Regions from separate parts of the Gossypium hirsutum genome. Here regions 2 and 3 are each linked to region 1. Evidence: chromatin contacts called from public Hi-C data. All regions are on one chromosome and are shown on one strand. Each heading gives the region's core, a stretch centred on a gene start, on an enhancer-like site or on the middle of the called end of the contact. The rest is flanking DNA. Distances are from core to core; before and after follow the strand shown.

The links. Hi-C and Micro-C count contacts between places; a contact is called where the count stands out from the background.
Region 2: a Hi-C map of leaf shows a contact between it and region 1, with 4 times the contacts expected there. The contact joins the enhancer-like site here to the promoter of LOC107916292 in region 1. A contact is called at or near these places in 19 of 34 Hi-C or Micro-C datasets (anther, callus, fibers and 4 more).
Region 3: a Hi-C map of leaf shows a contact between it and region 1, with 5 times the contacts expected there. The contact joins the promoter of LOC107896550 here to the promoter of LOC107916292 in region 1. A contact is called at or near these places in 15 of 34 Hi-C or Micro-C datasets (anther, callus, fibers and 3 more).

The regions. Positions count from the first base shown.
Region 1 is chrA10:104,063,861-104,068,441 of Gossypium_hirsutum_v2.1, reverse strand. It overlaps LOC107916292 (aminoacyl tRNA synthase complex-interacting multifunctional protein 1), which reads right to left and starts at 2,185. Exons shown (of 12, transcript XM_016845479.2): 1 at 1,901-2,185; 2 at 1,452-1,550; 3 at 1,053-1,223; 4 at 849-914; 5 at 88-153. The coding sequence starts at 1,981.
Region 2 is chrA10:103,901,923-103,906,503 of Gossypium_hirsutum_v2.1, reverse strand. It overlaps the pseudogene LOC107896552. Among protein-coding and RNA genes, the nearest start is that of LOC107896553, 11 kb to the right of the region's middle. Within about 2 kb of position 2,688, at least 8 of the 9 cell types and tissues checked have an H3K27ac peak or open chromatin away from gene starts, as enhancers often do. A contact at or near this core is called in fibers, hypocotyl and leaf, where this site is marked.
Region 3 is chrA10:103,921,216-103,925,796 of Gossypium_hirsutum_v2.1, reverse strand. LOC107896550 (pentatricopeptide repeat-containing protein At1g79490, mitochondrial) reads left to right here and starts at 2,337. Exons shown (of 1, transcript XM_016821745.2): 1 at 2,337-4,581. The coding sequence starts at 2,473.

The sequences.
Region 1 (4,581 bases), core at 936-3,435:
CACATCAAAACCATTTACGGTGCCCTATCACATGATTAGAACCCCAATGACCACAGATCTAAAACACACAATTTAAGGATAACTTACCTGAGGCTCAAAAACAGGCTTCTCCAGCAATATCTTCTCAAAATGTGCACCAAGATCCTCACTATTCTGCAAAAGTGATTTTAAAAGGTTTGTAAGTAAAGATTTAAAAAATGGCATTCATTGGTGTTACAGTTCCTAAAAAGACCGTGCATTCCTCCTTTGAGGCCTTAATCATCATCTTAGAAAACCTGGTATGTGTTCTGATAATCTTTTTTAAAAGGTAAGTGAAGAACAATAAGTGATAACTTTTAAAGAAAAGCAAAAAGCTGTTTTCGAGGCTATGGCAACAACAGATACAACCTAACACCAAAAAGGAAATATCAAGTTTCAATCCCCACTTCCTAACTTGATTCATAAATACGCCAGCAAAAGTCGGGATAAATGGATGACACGAATTCATGACAATAAAAACAAAAGCTTAGACTAGAGTGTCAACATGACATCTGCATCAGCGGCTAGGCAAAATCTTGTTGATGAAATGTTAAAACAGAAGCTAAACTACAGGATAGACGACACATCAAGAACAAAAATAGCAGAGATTGTCCCATGTGCTACCAGGCTGTGTTCAACTGACAAATCTATATTTCAGATTCCTTCATAAAGCCGCAAATAGCTTTTTCTACTTGTCTCCACAAAATAACACACTAGACAAAAGCTACCAAATGCAGGAAAACCAAATAATACCCAGAAAAAAGCTGTGACAAGAATCCATTAGGTATCCAACAAAATTATAAATTCAAAACAACAGAAAATGTCTCTACCTGGATATAATCCATCCATCGCATCACATGTGGCAATTTCTCCTTCTCTGGAGTTGAAAGGGCAATCTGACAACAAACAAGCAAAGGCTATCAATTTTTCGCAAAGGAATTGCAGTTAATTTTCTTCAACATAAGTTTAGCAGTTAGCACCAAGATACCCTCTCTTTGAAACACAAAGTGAGAAGTATATACTGCAATACATACCACTGAACTATGTATGACTGAAAAAACAATAACATCGGCTTCTGAGGGTGTAAATCCATTGCCCAAAAGTACAGATTTTTTAGCCAAGTCAGTGTTTAATTCATTCAAACCACCATAGCATGCCTTAGAATCACCAGGAAAGCTGTCTGCAAAAGCTATCCACTTCATCACCTACAGTCAAGTTCAAACTTTTCATACTAGTAAACTTTTTTAGGAAGAGAAAATCACAGTGGAGAAACATGCAAGAGATCATTTTTCCAATTCATGCCAGTCACCTCAATTTTACCAATATACTTTTATAAAGAGAAATGACCTCAGGTTCTACTTCACTAACACTAACATAAGAGCTAGATTACACAAAGATGAATACTTTCATGAAAAAGGCTAATTACACATTACCTCATCGTTATTTTGCGGTGACTCCTTCCCTGATGACTTCAAAATGTTTATGTAAAGGGTCTTAATATCATTTCCAGGGACTTGACTTGAAAAAGCCTTCTGCAAAATAAAGTAGGAATTTATATAGCCATCAATATTGGCACATAATTAGGGAACCAGATAAACAAAGCACATCTCAATTGATTGCAAATGTAAGCAAAACTTAGCAAATTGCACGGTTATTACAAATTGAAATACATTAAGCATGTTTCCCTTCTTCTACACTTAATTGATAAGGAGATAATAACTGAATTGAAGTAAAACCCATTACATAAAAGTAAATCACTAAAAAATGAAAAACTTCCTCAAGTAAAAATGAAAGAGATTTTAGCTAAACAGATTAAAATAAATGACATGCAGACAAGATAAAGGAAGTAAATTATAAAGATGGGTATTTCAATGGTACTCACAGGATCCAAAGAGAAGTGCTTGCAAAGAGATGATACTATTTCTTGCTTCCTTTTGATATCACTGGTTCCATTGGTTGCCATGTCTGGGTTTTCTTCTCTTTTTCTCCCTTGAAGAGCTATTTAGACCAAGAAACAGACGTAGGGTTTTTGTGGTTTGATGAGCTTTTTCACTTCAGGAAAGCCGAAGTTCATTGAAGCTTGACAAAATATTGATTGGGCTAAGCCTGGTTCCTTGGTAGACTGGACCTCACTCCAGAGTTCTCACTTTGTAACCTTAACTAGTTTACAGATGATTTATGTTCTCAAGATGTTGGGCTGCTTTAAGGTTTCGGCTAATTCCTAGGCCATTCTTTAAGATTAGTTGAGGTGTAGTTTTCAAAAATTTGGAATTTAATTTTTTTTAGATTTTAAAATTTAGTTTAATCTTAATTTTTTTATTAAATTTGTTGACGAATTTTAAAACTGTTCCAAACTTAAGACGGAGATTGAACGCTCGATCATTGATTAAAATAAAAATTCTTACCATCTCACTTAATTCTCATAGTTCAAACTTCTAAATATTTATCAACAAATATTTAATTGTATTAGTTGAAGTGTTATCTCAATCCAAATTATATACAACTATTAATCATATTTTTTTTCATTTCATATTAATTTTAAATTAAAAACACAAATCTACTAAATATTCACATTTTTTAAAGCTACAAAATTTTGGTGCATCACACTAATAATAAAGCTAGTATTATATAAACTAAGGTAAACTAGCAATTCAGAAAACAATACTACGAGAAGTATATAATTTTGACAAGTGTCTTGCTTGTTTGATTGATACGTTATACTTTTTATCATTATTAACATAATACGAGTCCAATTATTATTTTAAATTTTTATTAAAACAAAAAATCCAAAACTGGTTTAAAAAAATAAATATTTTTAAGTCATTATTAAATTAAAAATAAAAAAATGTGGTAAATACATATTTTAAAAGAAGTTGTAAAAATTTAAAATTTTGGTAAATACATATTATGGTTATTAGAAAGATATTTCTTCTCCTTTCGTGTGTTCTTGTCATTTGACTTTGTTTCTCTGCTATTTTGCGTCGACGTGGTGAAATGTTGGCCCTTCAGCAGAGCCTCAGATGACGATAACGTTAAGAGTAAGATAAACAAACAAACAAAAAAACCATGATTAATTATAAAATTGTTCATATAAAAAGTCAACAAAAAAATGTCACGTGTTATTTAATGGATTAATGTATTATATTAATAAAATGGATTATTTTAACGATTGAACAATTATTTTAATTAAAATAATTAAATAAATTATATTTTAGATTAATTCACCCTATAATAAAAATCAACAACAAAAGAAAGTAGAAAACAAAACACGCAAGAGAGGTGTGTCGTTTTCAGGGGCGAAGCCAGAATAATTTTTTAGGGGCGGAATGAAATTTTAATTTTTTATAGTCTATATATTTATAATTTTTAAAGGATTAAATTAAATTTTTATAATTTTAGGGGGGGCCAAAGTGTAATTTTACTTTTACTAATTTAAAATTTTAAAAAAATCTAAAGGGCCTCAATGGAAATTTTCCATTTTAGGGGGGCCGGGGCCCATGCCTGCCCCCCTGGTTTCGCCCCTGGTCGTTTTACTATCTGGCTTTATTTGCTACTAGAGAAACCTACTTCCTACATCAAAAGAGGTGTCTCGTTTCAAACTGAATTGTCAAAATTATCGAAAGGCTGTTATTTTAGTAAAGTAATAAAAAAATTAATTAATATAATCATACTTATCTTTTTATATAAAATCTAGAAATATATTTATATATATGATGGGATTCAGATTCAAAACATCACATATTAACTCTCCCGATTTTACTATTTTAATTAAAATAATATTTTATTTTTATGTTAATTCTTAACAAATATATTAAATAATTATTTTTATCTACGTGAATATACTATAATATAGAATTTTGTAAATAAATTGGGGGTTGGATTTCTCATTAGATATTTAAATCATAATAATAATAATAATAAATAACAAAGGATAAGAGTCGAGGAAGCAAAAGGGTGTAAAATAGAGTTAAGGAGAGAGCAGCCATACCCATGAAAACAACAGCTCAATAAACATTATTCTATGGGTTGAAATATGTGTAGTGTTGCAGAAGTAGCAGATTCCCTCTGTTTTGCATAAATTCCAATCTTAATTTGGTCAACCCCCCATATCTGCACTTCAGGACAAGATAGAGAAATGGACAAACCAAAGCAGCCGAATTCCATCCCCTCACCTTCCTCACTGCTCTCCAAACCAATGTTATTTGAAGTACATTACATTGAGCCCATAACCAGATTAAAAAATATTAAGAATTAGTTTGAAAAATAATTTTGAATTAATTAAATTAAAAATCGATATAAGTTAATTAAACCAATTCGACGATTGAACCATAATTTTAAAATTTTTAACTTTTTTAATTAAACTAATTAAACCACCTAATCAATTTAAAAAAAGATTAGATTAAATTATAGATTGTTATATCAGCGCTTGGACCCATGCAATACTATAAATCAAAAAGAAATATTTTTAAGAAGATAGTGAAGAAGATTACATGGCAATGAGAGAGATGTTTACTATACATGATGTGACTATAGGATAAAAACATAAATTTTAAAAAAATATTT
Region 2 (4,581 bases), core at 1,439-3,938, 160 kb after region 1:
AACTGCACTCCATGCACATTTCCCTTTCTGATAGATGCAATAAAATCATCACCATAATTGCATGTAGATGAAACCCATTCCTTGTTATCATCTGACTAACAAACATATGATCATATAGGTTACCAAACTGCACAAAACATGCTTATTGAAAGCTTTTTCAACATGCACATTCAAGGGTGAGAAACAAATTAAGAGGTTGACAAGGAAGAGCATACTGGAATGGCTCGGTAAGAGTGAACAAAGTAGACATGACGATCTCCAATTTCATCCAAAATTTCAGTCTTTTGCAATTTGCAAAGCATTCCAGCCAATATGGGGTACTCTAAAACCATTAGACGAGTTAAACCGCCCAACCACACCAGGTATCAAACCAAGACCCTTGACTGAAACAAATAGAAACTGTGAACTCAAGTTGAAAAGTTAAGAACTAGAAAAGAAAAGAAAACATCTAAATTTTTCTCTATTTGCAAAATGAAGATTAATTGGTATCTCCTTTTTCTCTTCTTGATTCCTTCTTCCCATGCTTCACCTCTTGTTTAAGCAATCAATAAATATTTAGTTATAAAATAAAATTTAAAATGCCAAAGAAAGATGTTCATTAAACCACATAATATGACATAAGATACAGTGAGGAAGATAGTCATGAGTCATGAACAACTCTACTCATAACACAGTTTACAAGCATAGAAACTTTATCAAGTCATGATCATAATATATAATATGTCTATCAAAGATTTACAATAATAAAAAAAGGACAGGTTTTTAGAAATTGACCTGGTCCATTCTCTTCACTGTACTCGAAAAGTAGTTGAAGTCCAAGACAAATGCCTAGAATGGGAGGTCATTTGTTATATAGGTACACAGTGCTTCATCCATCCTGAAGAATATGATAAATGAAAGACAATTTAACAAAGTTAGAATTCCAAGCCAAAGAGAAGAGATATTTAGTTATCATTAAAAGTCTGTAAGGAGAAAAAATTCAAGCCAATTACAAAGTTGCATACTGTTCAAACTTTTATTTAAATTTTATTTAGTGTTGCTAAATAAACTAATTGAAGATTTTTCAAGCCATTTGACCAATCAAGATAAAGATGCATGGTTTGGCCAATCAAATCAAAAGCTCAACGATCATCCAATCAGATTTCATCCACGAGTTATTTTATTTATCTCCAATTACATTAAAATAATTTAGAAAAAGAATTAAAAAATCAAACCTAAGGTCCTAAGCTTCAATACATTGCACGATCATATGAACAAGAAGAAAGTGATGCAAGAAACTCTCTAATAATAATTCTTCCAAGTCCAAAATCCATCTAGGCACATTGAAGAACATTTAATACTTCTAAGTTCAAATGGAAAAAGAAAGGTGCTCTAAATAATTATTTTCATAAAAAAGTCGGTAGAAATCATACCCTGTCTTGACCAATACATCCATGGCTGAAGCGAAGGCCCCAACACCAGGAATGATAAGGCGATCTGCATTCAAAATGTCTTTTGGAGTTCGCACCTACATTATAATTCAAAAGGAAGAATACATTTATAACTTTCCATGCATCCTTTTATGAAAAGCGACTAAAAATAGAATGATACAAATTATTATCATCTTCTCAAAACTAAAACGGCTTACATCCTCTATCTCGAACCCAAGGTAGCGAATCGCATTCCTTAAGCTCCGAACATTTCCAGCTCCATAATCAAGCAACGTCACAACTGAACCTAAAAAAGACAACAAAATGATTTGAAAAACATAATATAAAATTAACCAATATTTGTTATATTCTTTTATTTCCACCAAGTGAACCAGATTTATTAAAAGTACCAGAACTAGAAGCAGATGAAGCGCGGATAACAAGGTTTCGGGGAGATATTGTCTTTAGAGTATTTTTCTGACTCTTTTGGCGATGGGTTATGATAGAATATGGTGACAGAGAAGAAAAGAGCAAAGATTTTGTTGCGAAGCTTGTAAACGAAGCGAATGCCACCCCCTCCATTGCAGAATAGTTCCGTTTACCCAAGCAAGTGAAAAAAGAACAATCCTTAATGAAACAATTTAAACTCAGTTTAACAACAAAAGCTCAGCAAAGCTTCTTCATGCTATTTATGGAAGAATTCAAGTAAGTTCAAGTAAGATAAGAAAGACCAATTAAAACAAACTTCTATACCCACTTAAAAAAGTATATCTTTCCCCATTTAAGATAAGTGACATCAATTACTTACATTTCGTAGAAAATGAGTGAATAAGAAGACAAACAGTAAAATTAAGCTCATCTAAATCTAACTTCGTTCCCCATTATAATCAAAATAAAATGCAAAAAATTAAGTAATTAGATCCTGAACAATCACCCTTCAGAAAGAAAATTCATCAAAGAACATAGAAGCATTGAAATGAAGTTTAAACCGTTGAATCATGATTCATGTGAATCCCGCATTAGCTATGAGCCTGAAGAAAAGTGTAAAATGCATTCATAATCCTAAAGAAAATATAAGAGACCCCGACCGAACCTTCAAGAGCAAGTTACGATGGCCGAAGCCGCTGGTAGTCGTGGTGGTGCTGGCGGTGGCGGCGGCTATGATGGCAACTACCCCCAAATAGCGGGTAGTACGAAAAATAATGCGTTCGAGCATTTGAGTTGCTACTTAGAACAGAAAACGACATCGTTTTTGTGGGATAAGCAGATGAAAAATCTACCTAAACGACTTCGTTTCGTGGAATAGTAAGGGGTAGGGAGTGGTGTAGAGGTGCCAAACGGGCAGGCTAGGATTGGAATTTTATAAGGGTTGGATTTGTTTGAATTCGGGTTTGACTTGAAATGGGTAAACACTAATAATTTTAAATAAATATTTAATTTCAAAAGTAATTAGTCATTTTATTTTTTATTCCCATTCGATGATAATATGTGTAATGTAATTAAATCAAATGTTTTATTAAAATTGAATCATTACACTTATAATTTTATATTAAAGAAAAATCATAATAATATAAAAGAGAATATATGTTGGAGTTGGAGTATATATAACCGTCTGTGTTTTTCTTCCACTGTAAAGAAAGGAACCAGATTACTAACATTTCTAAATTCGGTAAATATGCACATATTATGAAAACAAGCAATTATTAACCCTACCATATACTCACATTTATTATAAACATTATAAAATAGAAAATTAATTCATTCAAAAATATTTCTTCACAAATTGATCACCCCATCATATGTACAAAGCAATAAGTTGATGAAGCACGTAGCGATGTCATGTAATTAATTTTTAAAACTATATTATTAAGCCATTTCGATGCATTCCTATTTTTTTTATAGAAATAAATTTTACAAAATGCTAGAAAGAAATAAAAGAAGAGATTGCATATAACTATAAATCTTCTTCTCTACCAAAGGTCAATTTGGTGATACTATCGGCTTCTATGTTTTTTTCTCTAGGAACAAAATTAATTGACCAATCTTCCTCATTTTGCAAGAGTTGTATAATAAGCATGATTAAAGTAGAATTTGATCATTTCGATAATGATTCCTTGATAACTCCAATAACTTCCATAATATTTGTATGCACCAAAACTCTATCATGTTTTTTGCCGTGTCCCAGTGTCATATCATCTAGAATACCCCACAATTCAACCTAAAAAATAAAGCATTTCCTATTTTTGCTATTAAAATCAATAATCTATCCGCTATTATGATCTCTCAATACCCCACCTGCAGTAGCACAACCTGTGTTGATTTTAACAGCTCCATTAGATCTTATACAAATCCACCTTATTCTTGCCACTGCCTCCTCCTTCGAGTTATATCTCACAAAACTCCCTTCTTTGTGAGCGGAAATGTATTGATTAGCCCAACTATGCGCATCTTTGATAATCTTCTCTGCACTCCACGATACCCCGTGAAAAGTGCAAATGTTTATGCATTGCTATTTTAAGCATTGATAAGCTGAAATGAAAGCCATTGAATTTTTCATCAAACAAAAATTTAGGAATGTTTAAAGAGTGTCAATATATTTATATATTTGTGAATTATAATAACAAGGTAAAACCTGAACAACAAATGTGACTAGTGCTACTCAAACCTAAATCACATCTACAACGGTGAACATCATTAACCATCAAGCTATCATATGGAGTTTAGTGTCAATAAATATTGAGTAAAATTTGATACATGAAAACCTTAAATGTAATTAATGAAATTTTTTTTATATATAGCATATACCTTCAATGTAATCTTTGATTGTCCTTTGAGTATATGAAGTATTGTATAATTATAACTAAACTATTTTGTTTAATGCATTTTACTGTCATTATTTACTTCACATCTTTATCATTCTAGTTTGCAAAAAAAAAATCTCATAAACCGTTAACACTTTACAAATTTAAATTCCTAAATTGCCATTGTCAAAGTTAATTGGCAAAATTAGTGCCTATGTTGAATATGTAATCAAGATTCATTGCTTGTAATACCTCGAAAATTTTTACAGTAAATATTATCCTTGATATAGTAAAATAAGGAAATAAAGTGACAAAAAGGGAAATTTTGAGTTATGTTAACTTTGGGGAGTATATTATGATATATTAATTCA
Region 3 (4,581 bases), core at 1,088-3,587, 140 kb after region 1:
TTCTAACTCATCTCCCACAATTTATGGTGATTTTCCAAAGTCACGTTACTGCTGCTGTCCCAAGCAGATTTATTACCAAATCACTCTTTCACACCTAACTTGCATGCTTGTTATTTAAACATGTATATCACCAATCAATCATCACATATCTATGATTTTACTTAAGTATAATCTTCATTTCATCATTTTAAAGCACAACATGTTAGCCGATTTTTCCCCTTAGCATCTAAGGCACATGCATGCTCATTTGTTTGGCTCAACTTCACCTATCTTCCATTTTTCATCAAAAGAACATGAAACAACAACCATTTCCTTCATTTTAATTCATGATTAAATGCTCACAACACAACTAAAAACCAAAATATGCTTCAAGAGTTAAGGTAGAATCAAGAAGAACTCATGAACATCAAGATAGAAGCAAACTACCATGAACTTACCTTCAATTTTCTTCCCCAAGTGGCCAAACATTCAAGAGCTTTCTCCTCTCCTTTCTATTCTCTAACTTTCGGCTATGATGAACAAAGATGGACAAAACTTTGTTCTTTTCACCCCTTTTTCTTTTAATAAAATTTCATATTTCATCCATTTAATTCTTTAATACAAAAGACATGAAATGCCCATCATGGAACATTTACCTAAACCATTATCATGAAACATTTACCTAACCCATTATCATGGAATATTCACCTAATCCATTATCATGGAACATTTACCTAACCCATTATCAATTTGTACCATGAATTATGGACATCAAGTGCTCATATTGTCTACAACAACATGATGGCTGGCCACTTCATGTAAAATGGGAGGTTTGTCATGCAAATCCTCCTATTTTGCACTCCTGTTTATTTGGCCACTTCAATTTAGCCTATAGCATTTTCAAACATTTTCACATAGGTTCTATTTCATAATTTCACCCCCTTTTTCTTATGGAACAAAAATTAACTAAAATTGCCGGATTCTATCTTAAGCTTGGGCCTTCTAGAAGCCCACTAACATAATTAAACCTATGCCAACATTCACAGAATTCCCGAAAATTTGGGCGTTACAGTTAAATATTTATTAAAACTAATACATGTTATACTATGTATGGGTTCTATTAAAAACTGATACTTGCTATGTATGAGTTCTATTAGAAAAGATTAATTATGGAAAAGAGTATTTTTGAATTAATGTTACTTAGTTTTCTAGATTAAAATATAATTTTTTTTTAAAATTTAATATTGTGTCTGTTTTAGTGAAAATAATTTTTAAAAAATGATTTCAAGAAAATTTATTAAACAACGAAAATATTTTATATAGAATCATCTAAACACCAGAAAATAATAATTCTTTTTCCAGAAAATCAATTCACTTTCCAGAAATCATTTTCTGAGAGTTGTTTTTAGTGAAACAGCCGATGGCCGAACTATTTGAATTTTTAATCACTAGTTGTAAATGGTTAATTGAAAAATGACATGTTGGTTTTTAAAATTAGCATAATAACAACTTTAATCCTCCTACATTTAACCCACTATTGAAAGGAAAGTTTAATCAAGTTCAAGGAGTGGATAAGTTGATTGACTAGGGGACTCGAAAATTCAAACAGTGCCATGAAAATGAACTTGCATTATCGATCGCTAGAGTTGACATCAAACAATAAGTTTTGTTAGTAAATAGGAGCTATAATAGTACTGCCACCTCATCTCTTTACAATGTCGTCCTTACGTTTGGCCTAAAAGAAAAATGAAAAAGAACAGAAAAAAATAAAATGACCCAAATTTTATAAGATAGCCAACTCAATTCCTTGAAAATAAAAGTACACTCTTTGTCAATTTAACCTAATTTTAATTCTAACAACTTTAAAAAAAATTTAAGTTTACAAAGCTAACAAAAAAATAGTTAATTGGCATTGAAAGGTAGTAAGTTATCAACTATTTAAAGTATAAGAAAGTAATGTATTTGAAAGTTGTCTAGTTTAATAAAAAATGATTTTTTTGTAAAATATTTTTGTTTTTATTTTTAATTTACACATTGTGTTTTGAATTATATTTTCATATAAAATATAGGATAAAATTAGAGAATATGTAAATATTAAGAGTTAAATTTTTAAAAATTAAGACTTAACTGAAACAATATGTAAATATTTGTACAAATTTTAATAGTTGTCATGCTATCTTTCCATTAACCATTTAACGGTTGATGACAAAAAAAAATCAAATAATTGAGTGACTATTTTTGTATCTTTTTATATTTGGGTGAACAAAATAAAAACTTAATAACAGTTGGGTGACTAAAAATGCAAGTTACCCTAAAAACAATGAGTAATTTGGCTATTTGCCACGTCAAATTACCGTAAAGGTTCCTCCATTGCCAATTCAGTAGGGTTTAAGGTTTTGGCCTCCCTTGGAGAGATTACGAACACAAGAGAATATCGTCTGGTAAGTATTTCTACATCTACCAAACCCTAGCATTTTCCTCCTAGTTATTTCAATGCTTCATACCTTGAATCGTAAACTTTTCCCTAGAAATCTCTGTTTCATTCTCAAACTAAACCCTAACTCTTGCACTAGTTCTTCGGACCTGAATTCTAGCAGAAATGCACTCACTAAGTGCTCCAATAGCTTTAGTTTCTTCAACTCTTCAATGGGTATCAATCAAATTTCCCCCTTCCATACTCTTTATAAAACCCCCAATTTTATTGGAAACCCTAGAATTGTAAGAAGTTACTGTTCTGGTGAGTGGACTGAGGATATAGAGTACTTAGATGAGTCGGGGAGTGTTATATACTCTGGTAAAGGTATCCGGTCAGTCGAGCCGGGGCTTGACGATCATGTTATGGTGGGTGGGTTAAAGAAACCATTTTTGAATGCCTCTGCAGTTGCTAAGATTGTTGAGGTTGTTAAGAGGTGGAAATGGGGACCAGAATTAGAGACCCAATTGGATAAATTACAGTTTACGCCTAATATGACTCATATTACTCAGGCCTTGAAGGTTGTCAAAGATAGCGATGCATCATTGAGTTTGTTTAGATGGGCTAAGCGACAATCTTGGTATGCCCCGAGTGATGAGTGTTATGACATGTTGTTTGATGGGTTAAATCAAAGTAGAGACTTTGATGCGATTCAATCATTGTTTGAGGAGTTGGTCCAAGAGTCGAGTGGTAACGAGGTTTCATTATTTAGTGCATACAATCGGGTGATTCAGTTTCTGGCTAAAGCTGAGAAATTGGAGGTATCGTTTTGTTGTTTCAAGAAGGCTCAGGATTATGGTTGTAAAATCGACACTCAAACATACAACGACCTTATGATGTTATTTTTGAATAAAAGTTTGCCTTACAAGGCATTTGAGATATATGAGAGCATGCAAGCGGCAGGATGTTTGTTGGATGGGTCTACGTATGAGTTGATGATACCTAGCTTGGCAAAATCAGGCCGGCTTGATGCAGCTTCTAAGCTCTTTCAAGAGATGAAAGAAAGGAAGTTTCAGCCAGGCTTTAGTATCTTTGCATCACTTGTTGATTCAATGGGGAAAGCTGGGAGACTGGACACATCAATGAAAATCTACATGGAAATGCTGGGCTCTGGGCTTCGGCCATCTGCTACTATGTTTGTTTCATTGATCGACTCCTACACAAAGGCTGGGAAGCTAGATACTGCACTTCGGCTTTGGGAGGAGATGAAGGCAGCTGGTTTTAGGCCGAATTTTGGCTTATACACGATGATCATTGAGTCCCATGCAAAATCAGGAAAGCTTGATATTGCAACATCAATATTTAAAGAAATGGAGAAAGCTGGGTTTCTGCCCACTCCATCGACGTACTCATGTCTCTTAGAAATGCATGCAGCCTCTGGACAGGTAGATTCTGCGATGAAGCTCTATAACTCAATGATAAATGCAGGTTTACGGCCCGGATTGAGCACGTATACAGCTCTTTTGACCCTCTTGGCTAATAAGAAACTTGTGGATGTCGCAGCAAAAATCTTACTTGAAATGAAGTCCATGGGATATTCTATTGATGTTAGTGCTAGTGATGTTCTAATGGTTTATGTTAAAGATGGTTCCATTGCGCTCGCCTTGAGGTGGTTAAGTTTCATGGGTTCATCGGGGATTAGAACAAATAATTTCATAGTTAGGCAGTTGTTTGAATCATGCATGAAGAATGGTTTATATGACTCAGCAAAGCCTCTCCTTGAAAACTATGTGAACTCTGCTGCGAAGGTGGATCTGATTCTTTACACATCAATTCTTGCCTATTTGGTACGATGCCAGGAAGAACACAATGAGAGACATTTGATGGCAATCCTTGGTGCAACAAAACACAAAGCTCATGCCTTTATGTGTGGACTCTTTACTGGCCCAGAACAGAGAAAACAGCCAGTTTTATCGTTTGTGAGGGAGTTTTTTCAAGGTATTGATTACGAGTTGGAAGAAGGGGCTGCGAGGTACTTTGTCAATGTTCTCCTAAACTATCTTGTTCTGATGGGGCAGATAAACAGAGCTCGCTGTGTTTGGAAGGTTGCCTACGAGAATAAGCTTTTCCCGAAGGCAATAGTTTTCGATCAGCATATTGCTTGGTCACTTGACGTTAGAAATTTGTCG